Linked DNA regions of Bicyclus anynana: region 2 is linked to region 1. The links are chromatin contacts, called in public Hi-C maps. All regions are on one chromosome and are shown on one strand. The core of a region is the stretch at or near the end of the contact, and the rest is flanking DNA. Distances in the headings are between cores, read along the strand shown.

Region 1 (4,030 bases), core at 1,037-3,536:
TGGTATGCGCGGTGGATTTACAAGACAGATGTCCTGGGTTCGATCGCCAGCTGGGCTAGTTGAGGTTTTCTTAATTGGTCCAGGTCTGGCTGGTGGGAGGCTTTGGCCGTGGCTAGTTACCACCCTTATGACAAAGACGTACCGCCAAGCAATTTAGCGTACCGGTACGATGTCGTGTAGAAACCGAAAAGGATATGGTTTTTCATCCTTCACCTAGCAAGTTGGTCCGCTTCCATCTTAGACTGCATCATCACTTACCATCAGGTGAGATCGTAGTCGAGGGCTAACTTGTAAAGAATAAAAAAAAAAAGCTAGAGCGCTGTAAAATTGTTCATTTCTATGGCCACTTCGTTGTTAGTGACATTTGAATTGTGGTATCATAAAGATTCGATTAATTGTGGTATCAAATTCAAATAAGACGTGTTATAGGCGACAGGTTCGTCGACGAATGTAAGATAGCAGAATCACACCCCTGGACGGTAACCTGTGGAGTAGCGATGTGGGGGCCTTTAATGATTAAATCACGAACATTATAAAGTCAATATTTTCCGATAATTATTCCCTACTCATAATGAACTTGTCCAAAGTAACGCCTGCTAGTATACAATACCTGGAAATCGTCAGCGGTTCTATCAGACAGCACGAGCCGCTCCGAGTGACTGACGCTGGGGTCCAGCAGTATCTTGTGTGTGGTGGAGCCATATGTGTCGCCGATACGATACTTGTACTCTGGACAATGGCCCGTGTAACTAGAAATAAAGGAAATCTATACTTAATATTAAAATAAAGCCAAAGAGTTTGTTTGATTGAACGCGCTAATCTCATGAACTACTGGTCCGATTTGAAAAATACTTTCAGTGTTAGATAGCCCATTTATCGAGGAACGCTATAGGCTATATATTATCCCCGTATTCCTACGGGAACGGGAACCACGCGGGTAAGACCGCGCGGCGTCAGCTAGTTAATCAATATTATTGAAAAATTAATGTTCATGGTGCAATTTGCGGTCAGTTTGAGAGGGTTAGGCAACGAAACCCAGATGGTGTCATAAGTTTATAACAAAGCAATAAATTGCAGGATATTCAACATGATATACGATCGTGTCACGGTGTCGCGCGGGTCACAGAATCCGAAAATAATATCCTTTATGCTGTGACGACAGTGGACTCGTGATGTTTTCACTTTTTATTGCTTCATCTTATTATGTACAGTGTCAGAGTAAAGGCACACTTACTGAATGACCAACGACTGCTCCTTGATTTCATTACCAGCTCGGTTCAATTTATTTTATCATCAATCATCATCATATCAGCCGATGGACGTCCACTGCAGGACATAGGCCTTTTGTAGGGACTTCCAAACATCGCGATACTGAGCCACCTGCATCCAGCGAATCCCTGCGACTCGCTTGATGTCGTCAGTCCACCTGGTGGGGGGTGGGCCAACACTGCGCTTACAAGTGCGGGGTCGCCATTCCAGCACTTTGGGACACCAACGTCCATCGGCTCTTCGTACTATTATTTTAATTTTCATCATTACAGGCCGTGATTTCAAAATAGCTGCGTTTCATTAATTCAATTACAACTTATAGTTATTGCTTATGCTTATATTATAAGAACAATTGCTTATAGTTAATTTACAAGATACCAAAACATAAACATACTTATTTAAAATATTCTCTGTAGGTATATGTAGGTATATGTCTGTTTGTCCATGCTAATCTTTGGAACAGCTGAACCGATTTTAATGAGAAAGAATCTTCTCACTAAAATCGGTTCAGACAAGGAGGTTATTGAGAGTAAATTTTCGGAGTTGGTGAAAAATTTAATTTCATATGGACGAAGTCGCAGGCGTCCGCTAGTATTTCATGTAATTGATTTGGTCCGGAAAAAACGCAAGCGATTTATCTTTCCGATATGCCGCGGACGTGAGATACCACCATAGATATGTGTAGACTAAAATTGTAGGTAGGTACCTCTTCAAAGTTATTGTAATCACTCTAATTAAACATTAATCTCTATATGTCTCTTTCCGATGTCGAGCGTAGAGGGACCTATCTTTTATCAAGGGGATAAAGTAATACAAACCCAGGTATGTAGTGGGGCTGAGCAACGCTGACCAAATCCAACGCCATATTTGAAAAGGTAAAGCCGAATGTGTTGAACTGATTAAGTTTCGATTCCTAACTCATAATTTCAATGAGTGGAAAATAAAGGAAATGTCGATATTAGTACATTGGTAATTTGGAGTGTACCGAATGTTGTTTGACTGAACTTTGATTTACTTTTGACAATGCCAAATTGTCTAGTCATGGGTTTTTCAAAATTAATTTATAGTTTTTATTGGTTTAGAGGTTTTACTGATAAGTATTTTTTATGGATGTTTATAAAATGTGGCCCGCATGGACTACCTTGGAGAACTACCGATCCAACCACAAGTGGTCTCTAGCAATGTTAATATTAATTCTACAATTTGAACATGCTAAAATTAACATCTCCATTCTTCGGTGCTCCAGTTTCAGCGGCTTTTTTGGAGAATAGCAGTTAAATTCATTATTTATCGTTATAAACTTCTTCAAAGTAAAACCTACTTCTATTTAATGTAAAAAAATTTCAATTATGTGTGTTTTACTTGGGTTTGTATGAAATTATGTTTAGTCACCTACTAAGTACCAGAACCAGACTACCTACCTACTTCATATTGAAGTTTATTTAGAAAATTGGCAGATCGCCCTCATAAGAACTTTTGCGAAAGATGTTAACTTTATAAAAATAATTCAAAGGTCTCTTCTATTTTATCACTAAAAATGTTTTCAACTTTTCAGTAACACAACACAGCATTATGTAGGTAACTAAAAAATAAATCATTGCAATTGCAATTATATTACATAGAACCTTAACACGTGAAGTTAAGATTTATTTTAAAGTAATTCATGATATCAACTTGCGGTGGTTTGGAGTCCGACCATGCGGCATCGATGCGGATTCATTTCACTCACTCAACTCAACTCAAGCAATCACGGCTTGCCTTCGTTCACCCTACAGGTCGTTTCGTTCAATTCAACCCGCCAGCGCCAGCCGCCATATTGGTTTGAACCTCTGAGTGGAGCGGTCGTGTAGATGGCATTAGCGAAGTGACAGGCAGTTAACGATGAATCAAAACTTTCAGAACTCACGAGTTTCGTGTTTAAATTTCACTAAATGTTTATTTACTGTGTAGTGCGGATACAAACAAGTTTTTTAAAGTTCAAGTTACAAGTTGCGAGCACAAATCTTAGCCGATCGGGACTTCGTTGAAGTTGAAATGCAAGCATTCCTCGGCGTATGTTGAACTTTACGTTTTTTTTTCGGTGCCGCTTTTCAATACCTTTCGAGTATTTTAAAGCTTTGAACCTTTATAAACTGTGTATTGGTTGAACTATATTCTCGCTCTGTTGTTTTGTTATGGTGTAAAAAAAATAGTGTTTACAACGTTGGGTTCATTGAAGCTGATTACCGAAACATTCAAGGTATGAATACAATTTTATTAATTATTTTTAGTTATGTATATAATTAAGTAATAAAATGAATAAAAATAGTAACAAAAAATACCTGTATTGTAATGCAAATGCTTAAATACCCAAATAAAATTCTGTAATGAAAGAGGTAGAGTTGCAGTAGTTTTACATAATAACAAAGTGGTTCTAAATAAACATAAACACGTAAACGGTGTAACTGTGTAAGTTTGGCAATAAATAGCTTAATAAATTAGCAGCGTCGTAGTTTAATGGAATTATAATTAAGTACAAAATCATCACACTAATATTTTATAGGAGAAAGTTTGTAAAATGTTCGTTACTCCTACGCCGCTGTTACTTTGATGAACCGATTTGGATAAAATTTAGAATTGATATACCCCGGATTTATCTCCGAAAAAATCCATGGTTGCTACAAGATTTGGGAAAAACTGAATTTCACGCATACGAAGTCGCCGGCTTCAGCAAGTTAGGTAGGTAGGTACAAATAAATGCGAATTTGAGTTTGTTTCTTTG
Region 2 (4,150 bases), core at 196-2,695, 51 kb after region 1:
TTAAAATAAAGTGAAAGTCTTAGAACTTAAAAGACACTAAACCTGTTATCCAGGGTACCTTTATATAGAATTTTTCACCCCTACTAATACCGTTCTCTTTTAATTAGTCGGAAATACTGTTGGGCATAGGTACAACAATAGACGGGCGGAGACCGAACCTGTGACCTCTGTTTGTTCAGTCCCTTTACTGTGAGCTATTTAGGCTTAATTCTATCTAGTTTGTGTTGTATGCGGCGGATTGGCAGACTTAACACTCGTAAAGAATTAAGGTAATTCTTTCAGCGCTTCACGACCTCCGGTCCACGCTTACCATCGGGAGTGTTACGAACGAAGTTGCCAAGCTATAACACATAACAGAAAACGCTAAATCTAACGCTTTTACTTCATAGATCCGTGATCCTCTAAGATCTAGTAGTAATCCAAGTTTAATAATCCTGTATCTTATGAGAGAAAAAAGCTGTAATACGCAATGATAATATTATTCCAAGGTAACCAATACTCGCAATTATTTACTATACAAATAATTACTGTCTAGTGTCATAATAAATAATGAATAAACAAACATAAAAAGAGACATCAGAAAGTTACACCATATCCTTTTTGGACAATCAATAACTGATTGTAAAGAATGTCAATCAATTAAACCAGGTACATAACAAAAGTGATTTAATTATAATCTAATTAGAATCAAGTTTTTCTACAAAGTAGACGACGATGTTAATGCTAACAAGCAGTCAAAATTCCAGAATATATAAATACGAGTAACGCTAAAAATACGTACAGACAAACTAGCTGGTTGAGTGTTCTTGATAACATCGATGCTCATATATTTGAATATTTTGTCGCTGTCGTACGTTGTCTTTTGATTAACATTGACATTATGGCTATAAAAATACAGAACTTAGAATAGAATGACGATAAAGTAATTGTTAATGATACTTTTATTAACATAAAAAATAGAGAAGTTCATACTACAAGGAATATCCACTCAGTAGATTCGTTGTAAAGGCAACAATTTTGTCTCCATAATGACACAAAAATTACATTAAGTTTGTTGATTAGATAGATGTTTGCTCGCTTGCATTAAATAAACTCTCCGTGTTACTTTGTTTCACTTTGCGTTTCATTATGATCATAGAATACCTTTGCTACGAGTATATTACACACTATCTGTGCAATATTGCCGAATGGTTTAGTGTAAAATGGCTGATATATTGACTATGATTGTTGAAGACGTCGAAAAAATCGTGCCTAGTGGCAGATTTTGTTTGTTTAGCCGCGTGAATCAGTTATTAAATCGGAAAGTGATTAGTAATGAAATAAATTTAATATCAACACGAGGAATGTCGCAAATATAAATTCACGCACAGCTTTCGTTGATACAATTAATTACGCGCATGATTTCTGTATTTGGTAATGAAACGAGGCCGATATCATTAAACTTAAACGACTTTCCACAAGTGATCGAGATTCGTGAGCTATCGATAAATCTCTCCATCATATGATACATTCGTCACTTGGAACGTGAAAGTTGATTTTATTAGTAATCGATATATCGATTCGAGTGGGTTTTACTTTTGAACCGTAGACATAAGGACCTGATTTAAACGGTCCGAGAAGTGAAACTGTTTACAATAATAATGGAGAAGATTTACGAGCAATAACGGATGTCCGAGCGAAAGTAATAGCGCTTTTTATGGAAACATAACAATGAGAAATTCCTTCTGTGGGAAAAGCTGCGCACTTATTAATTTTTAAAAAAGAATGTGCGTACGAAATCGTGTCTTGTTAAGTATATTGAGACACGGAAGGTTGTCTGAAAACTTTCGTTTTACAAACAACCTTATAAAGGTCATTTTCTGCAGTGTTATGGTTATTAAAGAAATAGAAAGACTGTCTAAATTGTGCGTAAACTGTAGTTATTTAATAAATATGAAGAAATTACTCTTTGTTGCAGTAAAAGGATTTACGATAAAACAGAAGCTATTCAAGTTGATGACATAATATGTATAGTTCTTGAATTACGGGAAATACCTTTGTCGAACAATTATTGTGTTTCTGAAGTAAATAGTTTGTTTACATGAGTCTTATCTGTAACATAATCGTACAAATGTATGAAATTCTTACATATGGTGGAAGATTAATCGCTCTTTCATATGATTTCTCTAGGTTAGGCATGTGAATCTATAAAGGCATTTCAGTATTTAGGTCTTCGTCGATTCATATTTAGATCGATATCGTGGCATGTCTACAAATGAAGTCACAAGTTTTCCATTCGTAAAATAAATTGTAAGCTGCAACTTTCATATAGAATGGCTTAATTTCATCTTAATATTTATGGACGCTGCAAGCTTATCGCCATAGAAAAGTTTGAATTATGCTAATCTTTCACACCTCATAAAACTTCATTAGGGCCGTTTCATTTCACTGTCATATCGGCCGCCTACGTACCTAGTTGGGCCCTTTCCTACTTTCTTCTGCGTCCCACTGACTTCTGACCTTCTAATGGTATGGATATTGCACACGAATCGAGTGGAATATAAACAGAGTGGGAGTAAATGTCATATCAGTCCGTAGTACAAACACAAATCCATTTGTTTTGATACTTTCACTAGCTCTTTTGAAAAGTCAAGTGTGTTTCTAGTGACTTCATTACTGATTCGTTGGCCAGACTAAAGGCTGCAAGAAACTCAGCAGTAATTATTTCCAAAACATCACGGTTCTTTCTAGTATAGATCAATGTATTGTCAATTGTACGCAACCTTTTCCTTTTACCTGATTGTCCTACTACCCAACCACGCTGTTTCAATGGGAATTGCTTACAGTTATTGTCGAATATTAAACATTGGTAGCACTCCTAGCTAGCTATCCTCGATTTTGACCTGTACGCGTCGATACGCGTCAGGTCGATACGCGTAGTTCAAGTACCTACTAATCTATATTCCTATCATCATCTCGTGTGTCATTGACATTGGACACAAAAAACAATTGTTCAGAAGTCTGCATAAAAAATCGGATATAATGTTCGGGCGCAAACATATCCGCCTGCGACCGACCTTGGCGAAAGATTAATTTTCCTTTTACCGATACGAGATACAATACAATACATATAAGGCACCGTTTCACCTTTAACGATATAGCAACAATATAAGCGACTACAGATATGCCAACTTTGTTTGGTACAAACTTTAAACAAAACTTTCATAGTATTGTAATAAAGCTAAGCTCACTATTAGCTTGATTGGCTTTAATTCGTTAATGTTTAATTATTAAACGCAAAAATACCACTATGATATAGTGGTATTTTTGCGTTTAACAAATACGAGTAGAGCGCCATTTGTTGTAATATTTATTTATCCATGATATGTTGTTTTATATGTGTTGTTTTTTATATATAATAAATTTACTGTTAATATGTTCAACAATTATCTTAATAAAATACGTTAAATTTTAATAAAATTTTAGAACGTACTTTAATTATGTTATGACTTGTGCTTTAAAAATCCCAAGTAAGTAATTTACAGTGTACACAGTTTGTTTTTTTATTAGACACGTGCTCGAAGACTAGAAAATCGTGAGTACCGAAACCACACTCTAAATCTAAATTCATTATCTTTTGAGACTCAGACCTCAGGTTAAAGGTAGGTTAAAGGTATGCTTTCGTCATGTAAATTGACTTGTGAATCAGTGAAATTCAGAATCTGAATTTAAACTTTAAAGTTAGTTCGTATCGGCAGCCGACGTGTTGGCGTGTCTGTAGAGGCTTTATTCTTTATTCTTGTGTTATATTAGGTTCTGCGAAGTTGCTTGCCTTGAAAAAGTTCTGCCCAAGATATTGCTTTACTTTATTGTTAATGCGGGCATATTTTATAACTAACTATAAGGCGGCTCTTGTTTAATGCAAATTGTGCAAATTAATGATTTCAATTTCCATAATAAATAAATATACTCAAGTGATCTTTGCACGTTTTTTTAGGACTATATTAAATTTGTATATTATGAATATATATTTCTGATTAAATCTCTACAAAATTGGACAATTGAATGTATTGATGAAACCTGTGAATTATGTAAAAGATTGATGTTGAGTTCTGTTTGAAAGTTAATTTTTAGTTTTAATGAAAGATAGGTATGCTAAAAAATTAGTCAA

The links. Hi-C and Micro-C count contacts between places; a contact is called where the count stands out from the background.
Region 2: a Hi-C map of whole body shows a contact between it and region 1, with 2.7 times the contacts expected there. The contact joins the enhancer-like site here to the promoter of LOC112053511 in region 1. A contact is called at or near these places in 2 of 2 Hi-C or Micro-C datasets (whole body and whole larva).

What each region holds. Positions count from the first base shown.
Region 1 is chr4:16,197,839-16,201,868 of ilBicAnyn1.1, forward strand. It overlaps LOC112053511 (UPF0605 protein CG18335), which reads right to left and starts at 2,287. Exons shown (of 8, transcript XM_024092947.2): 1 at 2,088-2,287; 2 at 611-749. The coding sequence starts at 2,134. LOC112053508 reads left to right here and starts at 3,084. Exons shown (of 3, transcript XM_024092945.2): 1 at 3,084-3,508.
Region 2 is chr4:16,249,301-16,253,450 of ilBicAnyn1.1, forward strand. The region is part of intron 2 of LOC112053508; the gene reads left to right. Among protein-coding and RNA genes, the nearest start is that of Trnak-cuu, 6.4 kb to the right of the region's middle. Within about 2 kb of position 1,446, at least 1 of the 8 cell types and tissues checked has open chromatin away from gene starts, as enhancers often do.